2 separate regions of the Pan troglodytes genome follow, and region 1 is linked to region 2. The links are chromatin contacts, called in public Hi-C maps. All regions are on one chromosome and are shown on one strand. Each heading gives the region's core, a stretch centred on a gene start, on an enhancer-like site or on the middle of the called end of the contact. The rest is flanking DNA. Distances are from core to core; before and after follow the strand shown. Region 1 holds the start of ABTB3 (ankyrin repeat and BTB domain containing 3). Region 2 has its middle 42 kb from the start of CRY1.

Region 1 (3,784 bases), core at 2-2,501, 180 kb after region 2:
TGATAATAGCCATCCTTACAGGTGTGCAGTGATATTTCATTGTGGTTTTGATTTGCATCTCCCGAATGATTAGCGATGTTGAGCATATTTGCATATACCTGTTGGCCATTGTTGAACATTCAAAGCAACAATTTAAAAGCATATCCTTACGTCCTTCATCAATTTACAACAAATATTTACTGAGCACTTATACTGTGCCAGGACTATGCATGGGAACCCCTAGCCCAGTGTAGAATCCAGACAAGTAACCAGGCTTTTGCAACCTAGTGTTGCAAGGGCCCAGAAATCAGCAACCACAGAAGGGGATGGAGGCAGTGGAAGCACCGAAGCCAGTCTTGAAACATCTGGGCCAGCTTCCTATAGGAGGGGATTCTAAGCTGAGAGACACAGTGTGCGGAGCTAGGAATCCCCATGTGTGTAAGATATGGTTTCTGCCTGGGTGGGTGGGGACAGACAAGTAGATGACACGATGCTATTTGACACAGGAATGCAGCTAAGCCATGCATATATATATTATATCTTTCTTTAGTCAGGAAAGAAGATTCTCCTTTGGGCAAATTTACTCCTTTTAAGAAGGCCGAGCTATTTGGAAAGATGCCCACCAGGATGGCAAAGTGGTGCTTGAGCCCTCCCTGCAGCACACGCCCAGGACTTTGAAGCAGGGACAGGGTCCTCCTGGCTGCTGAAAGGAATCGAGTTAACGAGCCCTAGTGGCAGGTGGCGAATGGCCGGAGATCCGGCCTCCCAGTGGTGTCCACCGCCCCGGGCCTCCGCTCGACAGGCTTATTTCCCTCCATGCTGGAGCAAACCCCGGCTGAAAGAGGGCCGCACTAATTGGTTTGCGTACCCGAAGTGGGAATAGAGAGGGAGGAAAACCATGTTTCAGGTGTTACAGGGGGGAAAAAAGTGAAATGCGAAACGCAGGGGAGAGAGCGACCGTCAGGCAGACACCTTGTGAACCGCGGTGGAGAGCACACCTAGGTGGGGAGGTCACCGGCCCAACCCACCACCCTCCGGGAGAATGAGGGCAGGGACAGCAGCAGGGGGCAGCATCCACGTCTCTACGCTTGCAAGAGTCCCCCAAGTCCCTGGCCACTGCTCCCCACTTCCTGCAGCCTCGGTGTCCGCCGGGGGCGTGTGTGAGGGGCGGGGCCGCATGGGGAGGAGGGATTTAAAAAAAAAAAAAGCGAGGTAATTAGCATTCTCCGATTCCACTGGCTCTCCGCCGCCCCTGCTTTGCATACGCCCGTCCCACTGGCTGCCCGGGGTTTGCTGGGGTTCGGCAAGGTTTGCAGCCGCCACGGCCGCTGCTGCGCTCCGGTGCAGGGCAGGCTGGCGCCGAGCGAACCAGGGCCGGGAACTGGGAGCCGGGAGCCGGGAGCCAGCTGCCCGCGGAGCTGCGGCGGCGGCGGCATCTGGGGTGGTCTCAGTCCCACGAACACCGTGGCCGGCGCCCGGTGGCTACTGCGCCCAGCGGGGCTCAGGGAGGAGCGGTCTAGACACTTTTTATTTTGGAAGAAAGGGGCAAGCCCCGGCGGGAGCTTCCTTCCCGGCCTGGCTCGCTCTCCATTGCGCCCAGCTCCGGCCCGGACTCTGGAAGATGACTCCAGGGTCTGCTCTGTATATTCCAGCGGCGGCAGTTCCGGGAGGCAGCCGAAAGTACTAACAGTTGGTAGCAGCGGCTGGTGGAAAAGTGAGCCGAGGCGGCGCGGACTCGGCTCTCCCCGCGCCCCGCGGCACTCGCTGCTCCTCGCCGCTCCTTCCCTTTGGCTCCCAGGCGGCTGCAGCATGAAGTGGCGCAGCGATGGCCAGGAGAGGTAAGAAGCCCGTGGTGAGAACGCTGGAGGATCTGACGCTGGACTCGGGTTATGGTGGCGCGGCGGACTCGGTGCGCTCCTCCAACTTGTCTTTGTGCTGTTCCGACTCGCACCCGGCGTCCCCGTATGGCGGGAGCTGCTGGCCGCCTCTAGCTGACTCCATGCACAGCCGGCACAACAGCTTTGACACCGTCAACACTGCCCTGGTGGAAGACTCCGAGGGGCTGGACTGCGCCGGCCAGCACTGCTCGCGGCTGCTGCCGGACCTAGACGAGGTCCCCTGGACTCTCCAGGAGCTGGAGGCGCTGCTGCTGCGTTCGCGGGATCCCCGGGCAGGCCCGGCGGTCCCCGGCGGCCTGCCCAAGGACGCGCTGGCCAAGCTGTCGACGCTGGTGAGCCGGGCGCTGGTGCGCATAGCCAAAGAGGCGCAGCGCCTGAGCCTGCGCTTCGCCAAGTGCACCAAGTACGAGATCCAGAGCGCCATGGAGATCGTGCTGTCCTGGGGCCTGGCCGCGCACTGTACGGCGGCTGCGCTGGCCGCACTGTCCCTCTACAACATGAGCAGCGCCGGCGGCGACCGCCTGGGCCGCGGCAAGTCGGCACGCTGCGGCCTCACCTTCTCCGTGGGCCGCGTGTATCGCTGGATGGTGGACAGCCGCGTGGCGCTGCGCATCCACGAGCACGCCGCCATCTACCTGACAGCCTGCATGGAGAGCCTCTTCCGGGACATCTACTCGCGGGTCGTGGCCTCCGGGGTGCCCCGGAGCTGCAGTGGCCCTGGGTCAGGCTCGGGCTCCGGCCCAGGCCCGAGCTCGGGCCCTGGTGCGGCCCCCGCGGCGGATAAAGAGCGGGAGGCGCCCGGGGGAGGAGCGGCAAGCGGCGGCGCCTGCAGCGCAGCCAGCAGCGCCAGCGGGGGCAGCAGCTGTTGCGCCCCGCCGGCCGCCGCAGTCCCGCCGGCAGCCGCCGCCAACCACCACCATCACCACCACCATGCGCTCCACGAGGCGCCCAAGTTCACCGTGGAGACCCTGGAGCACACGGTCAACAACGACTCGGAGATCTGGGGTCTCCTGCAGCCCTACCAGCACCTGATCTGCGGGAAGAACGCCAGCGGTAAGTGTCTGCGCAGGTGCCACTCCCTCTCACCCAACCTGACCAACTCTTGGCGCAAGTTTGCCTCGCGTCCCCCTCCCGCGTCTTCCCAGCCACGCGCTGCTGTCCCAAGCCGCTGAGGAGGCGGCCGGGCTGGAGGTAGCCAGAACAAGAGGTTGCCTGTTTCCTCCTGCACTCGGGTGCGCGTATTTTACGCTGCTGGTGCTGTCCCAGGTCCGGGAGCGCGAGGTTCCGCCCCCGGTGCGGGGCGGGGCGACAGCTGCCTCCAGCAGGCAGTGAGCAAAACCCAGCACCATTTTTTGGAGCAGGGTTGAGATCATTTGCGCTTAGTACATATACTCCACCCCTGCACTGTTTGTTTTGACCTTGAAGATGCCACTTCCTTGGGCGCATGAATTGGGCTCCCTAGGACTTGGGAGGAGGCGCGTTCCGCTCTCCGCAATCCAGTGCTCCCACTTCCCCCACTCCCTCGGGGGGCATTCAGTGCACGGGGGAAGGAGGGGCCTGGCGGCCGTACCGGCTGAATGGTTGAAAGCTTGCACGCCCTAGACAGTCGTAAAGGTGTGTGTGGTGAGACTGGGGTGCGGGAAGACTTGTCGGTGCCAAGTTTTTCCAGAGCAGTTTTTGAGGGCTAGAGCACACAGCTGGTGGGGGCTGCGGGATGGACAAAGCCCCCAATTCCAGCCTCCCAGCTCTTGGCCTCTCCATTCCCTCTGGCAGGGAGCTGCAGCTCTCACCACTTGGCTGAAGGAGCGCCTCTGGGGATCTGGGCAGGATGGAGCTGGCGGGGGGCAGTTCTGGAGGGGGTTGTTAGTTTAGGGCGTCGTTTCCAGCAGGTTCTATCATCGTCTCTT
Region 2 (3,652 bases), core at 544-3,043:
TGGAATCCACATTTGTGGCCTTGGTGATTATTTCCCTACTCTACCTCTTGGGGTCCCATGTCACTATTTTCAGGCTTAGCTTTCCAAACCTGGACAATCTTTTAAGACCCAGTAAAAATGCCATCTTTCTTAGGCGTGGGCAAGAAGCCCATCTCCACATGCTCATTCCCTACTTTGAGTCCTATAACGTAATAGATTATGTCTTTCATTTGCTATTTAATAGTCCTCCCTTCGATTGGTTACTTATCTTTGACTCAGCTGTGTGTTGACATGACACTGTTGTGAGCCACAGAAAGCTGAAGCGTCTCACCCACCTATGCAGATAGTGCTTTGCAGATTACTGTGTTGGGCACCTACAGTGAGAGAGGCAGCTTCCTCCTTTGCAAAATGAAAGTAGGAAAATCTGTCTCTGGAGGGTTGTAAGGATTACATGAGACACTGGAACGAAAGTCCTTAGTTCAGGGTTGGCTTCCATTGTAACCACTTAATAAAAGGTAATGGTGACTTGGTTGTCACTGAAAAGACCATTGGACTTATAGCTGAGCTGTTGGTTCTGCTACTTATTAGCTTTGTGACCTTGGACAAGTAATTTAACAGGATTCTTGGGTCTCTCTTTTCTCATCTGTCAAATGGGATAATAGTAACTAACTTCAAAGAACAATTTTGAGGCTCAAATTTCTAACGGTGTGTATGCAATCAATTATCTGAAGGGTCTCAATCCCTTTGGGTATAATGCCATGAAGTAGTTTTATTTTCCCCAATCATTGCTTCCAACTGTGCTATGTTGTATTGCTCTTTTCCTGGGGATAGTGCTCCCTTGGTGATAGCTTGGACAGATTTAATAACTTCCTAGTCACCTTGTGATGTGGGCAATCTTGTCTCAGAGTTTAAGACACAGCGCAGTTTATTTTCATGACCCCAATATCAAGCTTGATTAAAAGTTCTGTTCCTGGCCCCAGGTAGATCATTCTCTTTTGCAGCCCTGGGAGCCTGGAGTGGAAGACCAAAGACCAGAGATGGCTCTGAGGTCATTGCCCTGCCCCCATTCCCCCCTCCTCCCCCCCAGTTCTTGTGTAATTGAGGGCAAGGAGGAAGGTTACAGGAAGCAGAGGTATTCTTCTGTGATTGCCCGCAAGGCCACCAGGGGTAGGGAAAAGTTGTGCCTCTGTCTTCCTTCCAGTTCTATTTGGGTCTATCTGATGCTAGCGCCCTCTGTTGGAGTGGTGGTCTCCTCACAGGTGGTGTGCATGTTTTTCTTTGGAGTGGTATTGGGTCTCCTCTCCCACTGGGGACCACTTTCCCTGGTTGACATTCCATCATCTGGTCCAGGGGTCATCAGGGCTGCTCAAAGATTCTTGCTCTTCTTGCCTTGGTATTGCTTTACCCAGTGGAGACACAGAAATTTCCAAATTCCTCTTCTGCACCCTCTAAAGGCCACAGAGAACAGGTATGGGGTGGGCCTTCACTGTCTTCTTTCCAGCCACACCACACTGCACCATGGATATTTCCAGCCCTGTGGGTATGGGCTATCCCACCAAGATATCCAACTTCAGTAAGAAGTTAAGTAAGCACCAGTCTGTTTCTAAAGTCCCCCAAATACAAGACTGCACATTTCAGGCACCTACTCTTTTTTCCCATAGTGAGGAGAGAAATGAGAAGGTTTATGGGCTATTCCTGGGTTTTTAGAACATTCTCCAAGAGCTCTCTCTCACCAGAGAATGCTTGGGGGCAGCTTGATGACTGGCCCAGCAGGTACCAGAGATCAGCAAACAACCCACCAGGAAATGGGAAGCTCTTTGTCTTGCAAGCTCCCCTAATGTCTTAATCTGCTCAGGCTACCATAACAAAAAGTAGCATACACAGGGTGGCTTAAACAACAGAAATTTACTTCTCACAGTTCTGGGGGCTGGCAGTCTGAGATCAGGGTGCCAGCATGGTCGGGTTCTAGTGAGGGCCTTGTTCTGGCCTGCAGATGGTTGTGTTCTTACTGTGTCCTCACATGGCAAAGAGCAAGCTCTCTGGTGCCTTTTCCTCTTCTTATAAGGGTACTAATCCCATCATGAGGGCCCCACCCTCATGATCTCATCTGAACTGAGTTATCTCCCAAAGGGTCTATCTCCAAATACCAGTGTGTTGGGGTTAGGGCTTCAACATGTGAATTTTGGGAGAACATAATTCAGTCAATAACACCTAACATCACAAGAGGTATTCCTGGCTTAGAGGAGAGAATGTTCTCTCCCCACAAACACTGCACTTTCTTTAAGGCCAGTGATGTTTTTCTCTCCCTGCCTCTCCCTACCTCGGCACTTTGCTCTAGTTCCTTCATATTATTTAGAAAAAATGCTGGGGCCAGGTGCGGTGGCTCATGCCAGTAATCTCAGCACTTTGGAAGGCCAAGGCAGGTGGATCACTTGAGCTCAGGAGTTAGAGACCAGCCTGGGCAACATGCCAAAACTCTGTCTCTATAAAAAATACAAAAATTAGCCAGGCATAGTGGCACAGACCTATATTTCTAGCTACCTGGGAGGCTGAAGTGGGAGGATCGCCTCAGCTTCATAAGAGTCAATGGACTCTTTTGGCCATTGAGTCCTATGTGAGGGGTGACTGGTAGTAGATGGAAGTATTTGTACCAGTTCTGGTGCCTTTTCAGCAAACTCTGCAGGAAGGCAGATGATTTCAATGGCTAATGGCTTCTAGAAAGCTCCTTGAGCTTGGAATATGGGGCTATCTAGTGTCATTTGTCTTCAGCTTTGAACCTCAGCCTATAGAATGGCCCTAAAAATTCTACTCTATATATAGCTCCATATTTGAAAGTGCTTTGAAACAACACAACATTATACAAAGAAAGGCATTAGTCTTAGTATTACTTGTTTCATTATTACTACTAGTTGTATGCTGTTTTATTTATTTTGTACATCTTTTTCAAGTTCCTGCTGTGGCCAGACACTGTTTTAGGCACTGGGAAATACAGCAGTGAACAAGAGAGATCAAGTCTCTGCAGTCCTGAAATATGGACTATAAAAATGTAAGCAACTATGTAAACGATGTAAACCAAGTGATTCCATTTTTTTTTCTTTTTCTGAGACAGTGTCTCTTTCTGTCACCCAGGCTGGATCTCCACTCACTCTTTCCTTTATAAATTACCCAGTCTCAAGTAGTTCTTTACAGCAGTGTGAAATGGATTAATACAACCAAATATCTGGGCACCCCACGGCACAGTCAAGTTGACATAGAAAATTAACCATCACAATCTACCCCTTGTCATCATCTTCTTAAACCATACTTAATCTCCAAATGAAGACAATATCAAGGTTATAATTCTACCAGTTCTGCCAACTAATCTTCATACAGCCAAAAAGGCACGAACTCCTTCTCTAGAAGAGAAGTCCTTGAGTGATATTTACTCTTCTCCTTGATATCCCATAACTTAATACTATGATGTAAAATTAATAATACTTAAATACTATGACACAAAGTTAATATATCTATGTTGGATGATAAGGGAATAGAAGAGGGAAGAAAACAAAGATATTTGACATACACATAAACATATTTATAACAAAATAAAGAGAAAATACTCTTGGCAATTATAGTCTTTGTTTCTGTAACTGGCCAGGTGGTCATACCTGGTCTTTATAACTACCTTCTTCCA

Evidence for each region. A called contact is a pair of places that touch in the nucleus more often than the background predicts.
Region 1: a contact with region 2 is called in a Hi-C map of induced pluripotent stem cells, with 2.0 times the contacts expected there. The contact joins the promoter of ABTB3 here to the enhancer-like site in region 2. A contact is called at or near these places in 3 of 7 Hi-C or Micro-C datasets (induced pluripotent stem cells and stem cell-derived neural progenitor cells), 1 of 1 datasets of contacts at active chromatin or transcription factors (stem cell-derived excitatory neurons) and 1 of 1 other capture datasets (stem cell-derived neural stem cells).

Annotation. Positions count from the first base shown.
Region 1 is chr10:114,125,927-114,129,710 of NHGRI_mPanTro3-v2.0_pri, forward strand. It overlaps ABTB3 (ankyrin repeat and BTB domain containing 3), which reads left to right and starts at 1,252. Exons shown (of 15, transcript XM_016924110.4): 1 at 1,252-2,930. The coding sequence starts at 1,805.
Region 2 is chr10:113,942,983-113,946,634 of NHGRI_mPanTro3-v2.0_pri, forward strand. No RefSeq gene overlaps it. Among named protein-coding and RNA genes, the nearest start is that of CRY1, 42 kb to the left of the region's middle. Within about 2 kb of position 1,794, at least 1 of the 24 cell types and tissues checked has an H3K27ac peak or open chromatin away from gene starts, as enhancers often do. A contact at or near this core is called in induced pluripotent stem cells, where this site is marked.